Linked DNA regions of Muntiacus reevesi: region 2 is linked to region 1. A link is a contact called in public Hi-C data. All regions are on one chromosome and are shown on one strand. The core of a region is the stretch at or near the end of the contact, and the rest is flanking DNA. Distances in the headings are between cores, read along the strand shown.

Region 1 (4,198 bases), core at 835-3,334:
CAGCCTCAACATCTGTCCTTCTAATGAATACTCAGGACTGATCTGTTTTAGGATGGATTGGTTGGATCTCCTTGCAGTCCAAGGGACTCTCAAGAGTCTTCTCCAACACCACAGTTCAAAAGCATCAATTTTTCTGCACTCAGCTTTCTTTATAGTCCAACTCTCACATCCATATGTAACTACTGGAAAAACCATAGCCTTGACTAGATGGACCTTTGTTGACAATTAGTTCCATGAGAAGACAAAGCATAGAGCAGGCAGGGGTGACTTCAGGTTTTGTACAACTAGAAGCTCATACAATTTGAGGGCCCTTTTTAAAAGAAAAAAACCTAAAAATGACAAATGTGAAGTCGAGGTCAGGGCTTTAGGAGGGCCCTTGAAGACTTTTAAGTTCAAGTTAAACCTGCCACCAAGAGCCTAGTAAGGTGAGTTGGGGGGAGGGGTGGCCAGGTGGCCCTGTGGGAAAGGCTGGTCTAGAAGAGGGAAGGGCCAGTACAAAGGCATCAGGGAGGAAGGGTCTGCTGCATTGACAGCAGAGCATGGGGGATGCAGGGGGCTTTCGGCCAGCAGGGACTGGGGCCTGGTCAGTTCAACCTGGCAGGTCTTCCAAAGGACTTTGGCTTTACCATGGTCCAATCTTTAGCAGCTGTTGGTGCGACTTATAAGGCACACCCTGCCCTCTGTTGAGGATGGACGGTGCAAGAGGGCAGGAGTGGCAGAGAGAGATCAGTTCAGAAGTCAGAGACATGTCTAGATGAGAGATGCAGAGGCTCAGACCAGGGTGGGGACAGCTCAGGGTACAGGCTGTACAGGCCCTCAATCCCTTGCAGAAGTAGCAGGGGTTGAGCGGAGTTTTTGTGACTGAGGGCTAAGTGGGGGGGTGGGGGTGGAGAGCACTGTGGGCACAACTCTTCCAGAGGCTGGAAGCCAATGGAGTATGGGCACCAGGGAAGGGGCGACTGGGTGGCAAGAGGGAATGTGGGTTCTAAAGGTGCAGCCAGGCGAGAGGCGTGGCAGTGCTGTGGGCCAGCAGTGATGGGGACGTACCCCTTCAGGGTCAGGAGCTGAGCTGCTCGCCCTTGAAAGGTGGGAGGTCAGCCACCTTTGAGTTGTTGAAGGGTGAGTGCAGGTGCAGGCGCCAAGGTTGCTGGGGAGAGTTGAAAGTCAGCCTCATTCATTTGAATCAGTTCTAATGAGATGGATGAAACTGGAGCCCATTATACAGAGTGAAGTAAGCCAGAAAGATAAAGACCAATACAGTATACTAATGCATATATATGGAATTTAGAAGGATGGTAACGATAACCCTATATGCAAAACAGAAAAAGAGATACAGAACAGACTTTTGGACTCTGGGAGAAGGCGAGGGTGGGATGTTTAGAGAGAACAGCATCGAAACATGTATATTATCTAGGGTGAAACAGATCACTAGCCCAGGCTGGATGCATGAGACAGGTGCTCAGGCCTGGTGCACTGGGAAGACCCAGAGGAATCCGGTGGAGAGGGAGGTGGGAGGGGGGATCAGGATGGGGAATACATGTAAATCCATGGCTGATTCATGTCAATGTGTGACAAAAACCACTACAATATTGTAAAGCAATTAGCCTCCAACTAATAATAAATGGAAAAATAAATAAATAAATAAATAAACAAATAAAAAAGAAAACCAGCCTCAACCAGACCCAAAGTCTCTTCAGTGGGGGAAGGGAACACAGAGGCTTGAGGTCTTTGAGTTGGGGGCAACGGCTCAAGAACCCAGGCAGATTTACTAGGGAGGGTGATTGGCTTGGTGTCTTGAGGTTCACAGGGAAGGGCCAGGGGGAGGGGAGGACCTCCAGGGGCCACTCCCCACATCCTGCCAGCCACTGGGCTGGGGTGAGACAGATGAGAGAACAGGTGGGCTGAGGGAGTGGGGGTCGGGGGGGGGGGGTCGGGCTGGGGAGGGCGGGGGGGCGGGGGCAGGGCTGGAATATCCTGCAGGAGGAGCCTGAGGAGTGAAGCACCTGAAAGGCCACACTCCCCAGCACTGCCGGCTCCTCCCTTCCTGCAACAGTTTCACTTTTGCTTCCTGTCCCAGGGTGCGGGGAGGGAGTCCCGGCTGAAGGCCCAGACTGGGGCGGCCCAGGCTGGGGCTGGGGAGCTTAAGTGGGGGGATGTAGGTCACCTGCATGGTGAAGGGGGCGTCAGGGAACGCTGCCAAGGGACCCGGGCTGCGTGAGGCGGAACGGTGGGGCTGCTGCCTGCCCCTTCTTCCGGCCCCAGGGCAGCGATGGGGGAGGCAGAGGCACAGGCGGGAGCGGCCGTGGAGCTCAGTGGTCTGCCCCCCAGCGTCCAGGATGAGCTGCTCATGCTCTACTTCGAGAACCGCCGAAGCTCGGGGGGTGGGCCTGTGGCGAGTTGGCAGAGACTCGGCCGCGGGGGCATCCTCACCTTTGAGGAGCCTGCAGGTGAGGGACCAACGGAAAGGGGCAGCCTGGGCCCCGCTGGCCACTGGCCCTGACTGCACACTCCCCTCGTCCACAGATGCCGCAAGGGTCCTGGCCCGGCCAGAGCACACTCTCCAGGGGGCTCAGCTGAGCCTGCGGCCAGCCCCACCACGCGCCCCTGCGCGCCTGCTGCTCCAAGGACTGCCTCCTGGCACCACACCCCAGCTCCTGGAGCAGTACGTTCAAGCTCTGCTTTGTGCCGTTGGGCACCCGGAGCAGCCTTGCCAGGCCCTGGCCAGTCCCCGACCAGATCGCGCTCTGGTGCAACTGCCCAGGCCCCTTTCTGAGGCAGGTAAGAGGTGGGATTGGGGCGGCCTGCCTGTTAGGGGAGGCACCCTGAGCTGACTTGCATCCTCCCCACAGAAGCTGGCGTCCTGGAGGAGCACGCCCGGGCCCTGGGCCTGGAGGGGTCTGAGGTCTCCCTGGCCTGGGTGCCCCAGGCCCGGGCAGTGCGTGTGGTAGGAGGTGGCCCCCCTGCAGACCTGCTGCTGCTAGAGCTGTACCTGGAGAATGAGCGCCGCAGTGGCGGGGGGCCCCTGGAGGGCATGCGCAGCCTCCCGGGGCACCTGGGCACTGTGGTCTCCTTTCGGCACTGGCAGGGTGAGTGGGGCAGGACAGGGCAGTCCCACATCATGGCTTGGAGCCCTGATGACCTTCCGTTCTTTCCCTTCTTCCAAGTGGCCGAGCGGGTGCTGCAGCGGGACCACCGGCTGCAGGGCTCAGAGTTGAGCCTCGTCCCCCACTATGACGTCCTGGAGCCTGAGGAGCTCGCCGAGGACGCCGGTGGAGGGAGCTGCCCAGGAGAGCTGGGGCCTGGGGCCCCCGAGCATGTTCTCCAGGAGGCAGGAGGACCAGCCAGGGTACAGAATCATGCTGGGGATGTCACACTGGGCTCTGAGGAGGCGTCAGGGCAGTCAGGAGCCTCTCTGAGCACAGGCCCTCGCTGGGACAGCTCATTCCTGGCACGGGCTGGGCCAGTCAGCTCAGGGCCCGGGGGGTCCTCAGAAGAGGAGGGGCCGGGGAGCCCGAGGACTGTGGGGTCTCTGGACCCAGTGGAGATCGCCGTGAGGTCTTCAGAGCAGGTGGTGTCAGTGAGCCTGGCGCCCACGGGGTCACCGGGGCAGGAGGGCCTGGTGGAGACGGTGCTGGCAATGGAGCCGGGAGCAATGCGCTTCATTCAGCTCTATCATGAGGACCTTCTCGCCGGCCTGGGAGACGTGGCCCTCTTCCCGCTCGAAGGATCAGATACGACTGGATTCCGGGTGAGCAGCCTCTGAGGAGTCCTCACCTTTGATCCTCCTCTGCCACTGGGGGCTCTGGGTGTCTTTCCTGTATGCTAAACCTGCCAACTGCCCCCGCACCCCATGGTCCTGCAGCTCTGTGGAGCCCTAGCCCCATGCCGGGCAGCTGAGGAGTTTCTGCAAAGTCTGCTGGGCAGTGTTAGCTGTCACGTGCTGAGCCTGAAGCACCCAGGCAGTGCCAGGTTCCTGCTGAGCCCAGAGGGGCAGCACCTTCTCCGGGAGCTGGAGGCACGGTTCCAGTGCATCTTTGGGACAGAGCATCTGGCTGGGGCCGTCCTGGACACAGACCTGGAAGAGGTGGACAAGGAGCCTACCCCGCCCTCCGCTTGTTATCCCTGCCCGGCGCTGCCTCCACCCTTGCTCAGACGCCTTGGGGGGCAGGTGTTCCAGGGGCCCTGATACTCTCTTCCA
Region 2 (4,198 bases), core at 671-3,170, 320 kb before region 1:
GAGTCATGTTGTTAGAAAGGAGAAGGCACCAGCGGTCTGTCTCCAGGATCCCAGTCCATCTAGTATCCTGAGCTGGTGAGGGTGGGAGTGCAACCTCAGCAGATGTGGGGGCAGGCCTGGGGGCACAGGTCAAGCCCCACTTCCCCCTCTCACCCCACTTCCTTTTAAACACTACATTTCTCAGCCCAAAGTGAGACATTTACAAAAATAATAAAAAATAATTTTCTAAAAAGAGGAGTCAAGAGGTGTTTTTACAACATACTATGTTGCTTTTGTGGTCTATAATTTCTTTCGATATTTTCTGTCTGTATAATTTTTAAGCCAAGTTTTGTTTGTATTTCCTTACAAGACAGCCTCACCAATGGGCCTCCCAGCCAGGGGCTGAGGCTGGTCCCAAACCTCAGTCTCCCCACCCCAGGCCCCCAGCTCTTGCTGGCAGTGCCTTGGATGCGCATCCCTGTCTGATGGGTGGGGAAGGCCAAGGCTAGAGAAGCTGGGTCCTCTCTCAAATGGGATCAGGCCCAGAACCTGAGCTGCCCTGAGGATGCTGGTGCTGGAGGGCTGGAGGCACAGAGAGGTCAGGAGGTGCCCTCCACGCTCAGCCTGTTCAGCTGGGACAGTCTGTTCCCACAGCTTGACTCCCCCCATCCCCATCCTGCATCTCACTGTGCCCCTGGAACCTCACAGCCCACCTGCCAAGCAGCCACCTTGGTTTCCTGCCCCCCTGGGATCCACGTTGGGGAGGGCAGGGGGCAGGGAAGAGCAGCACACCCTTAGGGGAGGCTGAGCGGAGGCCCTCCTGCAGCTCCTCAAGCTCAGCCTCAACCCAGCCCTGTAGCCACCCACTGGCCCTGGGCAACCTTCCCTGGACCTGCAGACCCGCTGCCCTCCATACAGCTCCCTCCCCAACAGGCCTTGCTGCCCATCCACTGGCTGAGAGTTTTACCCCATTGGGTGTGATTCCATTTCTGATTCTTAGGGGAGCCCGCCAGGCTCCTCTGTCTATGGGATTCTTCAGGCAAGAATACTGGAGTGGATAGGCATTCCCTTCTTCAGGGGATCTGCCTGATCCAGGGATCAAACTCAGTTCTCCTGCATTGCAGGCAGATTCCTTATGGTCTCAGGGAAGCCCCATTTCATTACATTTGCCTCCCGGTCCTTCCAGGCCTCCTCTAGGGCCTTTGGGGCGTCAGCCCTGGCACCTAGGGCCCAGGGGCCCGCAGTGGCAGCGGAGACAGAGCCACACGGCCTAGCAGGTGTTTGGTTCTCCAGGCGTGGGTAGAGGACGGGCACGTAGAGGCCGCCAGGGCTCCCTACGCCCCGGATCTCCCGGCTGAGGCCACAGCGCTCCAGGCTCGAATCCTGCCCCCTTTACCTCTCAGCACATGACGGTTTTGCAGTTTTATCGAGCGCACGCTGAGTTTTCCAGGAATACAACCGTCGAGCACACCGAGAAGTTCAATTCATTTTGGAACTCAACACCCCCCTCCCGCCTGCAGGACTGGGGGTCGGAGTCCCCGCGTGTGAGGACTCCGGCGCGTTCGCGGCTGGTGCAGGTTCTGCGGGGACACAGATCCGAGCGCCCAAGTGCCCGTGGTCCCCGAGGCCTTCCTCTCCTCCCCTGCGAAGGCAGTGCGTTCCTCAGGGCAGGTCGCGCGGGTGTCCAGAACAGCGGCAGCAAGCGGCGGGAGCCCGGGAGACCTCACCCCAAGGGCGGCTGCGATGGCGGGGCGGGGCCCGCGCTCCGCGCGCGGAAGACCCGGGTGCTGAGGACGCCTTCCGCGCTTCGGGCCCCTTCCGCGCTTCGGGCCCCAGCGCAGCCCTACTACAATTCCCAGGATGCTTTGGGCACCTGGACTACACTTCCTGAGATGCTCCGCGGCAGAACCGGACCTGCGCGTGGGGCCGGGGAGGGCGGGGCCGCCGCGCCAGCAGAGAGCGCGCGAAGTCCGGAACCCCGAGTGCAGGATGAACCTGGAGCGCGAGCTTCGCCGTGAGTCCAGGGAAAAGCGCCCGAGCTCGGGGGCTGGAGACAGCCCTGGCCCTCCCGGGCGGAGAGGCTCAGCGCTCAGGCCTCGTCTCTCTCTCTGCAGAGCTGAGCAAGGCCAAAGCTAAGGCCCAGAGGAGCGGGCGGCTGCGGGAGGAGGCCTCCGTCTGCCACCAGCTAGGGGAGCTCCTGGCCAGCCATGGTGCGTGGGGTGGAGTAGGGGCCACAGGGGCATGGGACCGGGGGCAGGGGCTTCCTGAGTACCGGCCGGCCGCCTCCCCATTGGCCTTGCTGCCCCTGGCCCACTGCCCAGTCGGACGGAAACCTGTCCCGCCCACCCAGGCTGCTACGCGGAGGCCCTGCGAGAGCACCAGCACGAGCTGCAGCTCCTGGAGACCACCGACGACCCCCTGGGCTGCGCCGTGGCCCACCGCAAGATCGGAGAACGGCTGGCGGAGATGGAGGACTACTCGGCTGCCCTGCAGGTGGGCGGAGACCGGCCCACCCCAACGCTGGCTACAGTCTACTCTCCCAGGCTCGCATCTCCTGGGGGCAGAGCCCTCGGGATGCACGCACCACAGCCTCTTCTGGGAATGTGGCTCCAGAAACCACTGATGAATATGTTACTGGAGCTGAAATCACTGGGAGCTGGCTGGGTGGGATTCCAGACCCTTTATCCACACAGAGCTGCCCTGGCTTCTGTGTTCCCGCAGCACCAATGACTCCCAGTCAGTTTCTCCTTGCATGATTGGCTGGTTAGCATGTGGTGCCACCGTCCCAGCAGGCAGTGCTTGGCATAGAGGAAACAGTGTGTGTGCAGCCTGGTTTCGGCCTGCACCTGGGGGCTTGGGGGACATGTGGGGCTTGCTTGCGGTGGGGGTTGGCTCACAGCGGCCATACTTCTTTGCCCCCAGCACCAGCACCGCTACCTGGAGCTGGCATGTGCCCTCTCCAACCACGTTGAGCAGCAGAGGGCCTGGGCCACCATTGGCCGCACCCACCTGGACATCTATGACCACGACCAGTCCCAGGACGCCTTGCAGCAGGCACAGGATGCCTTCGAGAAAAGCTTGGCTATCCTGGATGAGAAGCTGCAGGGTGACTGCCTTTGGGCCTGGCCCTCCCCGACTTTGGCCTCCTGTGCTCTGCAGGGAGAAGAGGCTACAGCCTCACTGCCCATGTGGCAGGTCCCCTGTCTAGCTTCCTCTCTTTGTGAGGCTGAGCCTGGCTCTCAGAACCCCCCCACAGCCCCCCACTTTGTGACCCTGCAGAGCCCATGCTCCTCCTGACTCCTGACCTCAGATCTGGCTGCCTTTGCTCTATTCCCGCCACTCTATCTGCAGCAGAATTCCTGGCACCTACAGGGAGAGGCCAGAGACCTGGAATGGGGGTGGGACGCTGAGTGTCTGCAGGGGTGTCTTCCAGGTTCACTGCCCAAGCGAGAGCTGAGTGAGATGAGGACCCGAATCTACCTCAACCTGGGCCTCACCTGCGAGAGCCTGCAGCAGGTGGCCCTGTGCAGTGCCTACTTCAAGAAAAGCATCTTCCTGGCTGAGTAAGGCCCCACCAGGCCCCAGAGGGAGCTGGGTTCCTGCCCCTGGAGGAAGTGACCAAGGCGAGGGTAGCCAGCTCTCACCCCTGTGCCCCATCAGTCTCCTGGGATCAGAGGCTTGGTTGGCTTTGTGGGCTGGAGCCCTCGGTGGGGTCAATGGGTGCCTGCTCTGCTGTCCCTGCGCAGAAGCCCTGGGCACCAACAGCCCTTTCCCCCCACAGGCAGAACCACCTGTATGAAGACCTGTTTCGAGCCCGCTACAACCTGGGGGCCATCCACTGGCGGCGGGGGCAGCACTCGCAGGCCATGCGCTGTCTGGAGGGGGCACGGGAGTGCGCGCGCGTTCTGAAGCAGGGCTTCCTGGAGAGCGAGTGCTGCCTGCTGCTCTCGCAGGTGCCCTGGGCTCGCCCCTCGGGTGGGCTTGGGCCTTCCGGGGCGTGCGGGCTTACCTTTCCTTGCCCCCTAGGTCCTCCTAGACCTCGGGGATTTCCTGGCTGCCAAGAGAGCCTTGAAGAAGGCCTATCGGCTCGGCTCTCAGAAGCCTTTGCAGAAAGCTTCAGTCTGCCGGACCCTGAAGTATGGTGAGCCTAGGAGGGGCCCCGGGGGCTCGATCCCCCAAGACAGTGTAGGGAGGGCTCCTTCCTTCAGCAGAGGAGGCC

What was found. A called contact is a pair of places that touch in the nucleus more often than the background predicts.
Region 2: a Hi-C map of blood shows a contact between it and region 1, with 4 times the contacts expected there. The contact joins the promoter of TONSL here to the promoter of PARP10 in region 1. A contact is called at or near these places in 2 of 3 Hi-C or Micro-C datasets (blood and muscle).

Annotation. Positions count from the first base shown.
Region 1 is chr12:76,926,596-76,930,793 of mMunRee1.1, reverse strand. PARP10 (poly(ADP-ribose) polymerase family member 10) reads left to right here and starts at 2,084. Exons shown (of 10, transcript XM_065902665.1): 1 at 2,084-2,447; 2 at 2,524-2,778; 3 at 2,850-3,086; 4 at 3,165-3,748; 5 at 3,863-4,084. The coding sequence starts at 2,270.
Region 2 is chr12:77,249,398-77,253,595 of mMunRee1.1, reverse strand. It overlaps TONSL (tonsoku like, DNA repair protein), which reads left to right and starts at 1,920. Exons shown (of 26, transcript XM_065902875.1): 1 at 1,920-1,993; 2 at 2,094-2,189; 3 at 2,330-2,472; 4 at 2,902-3,085; 5 at 3,413-3,542; 6 at 3,761-3,932; 7 at 4,006-4,120. The coding sequence starts at 1,969.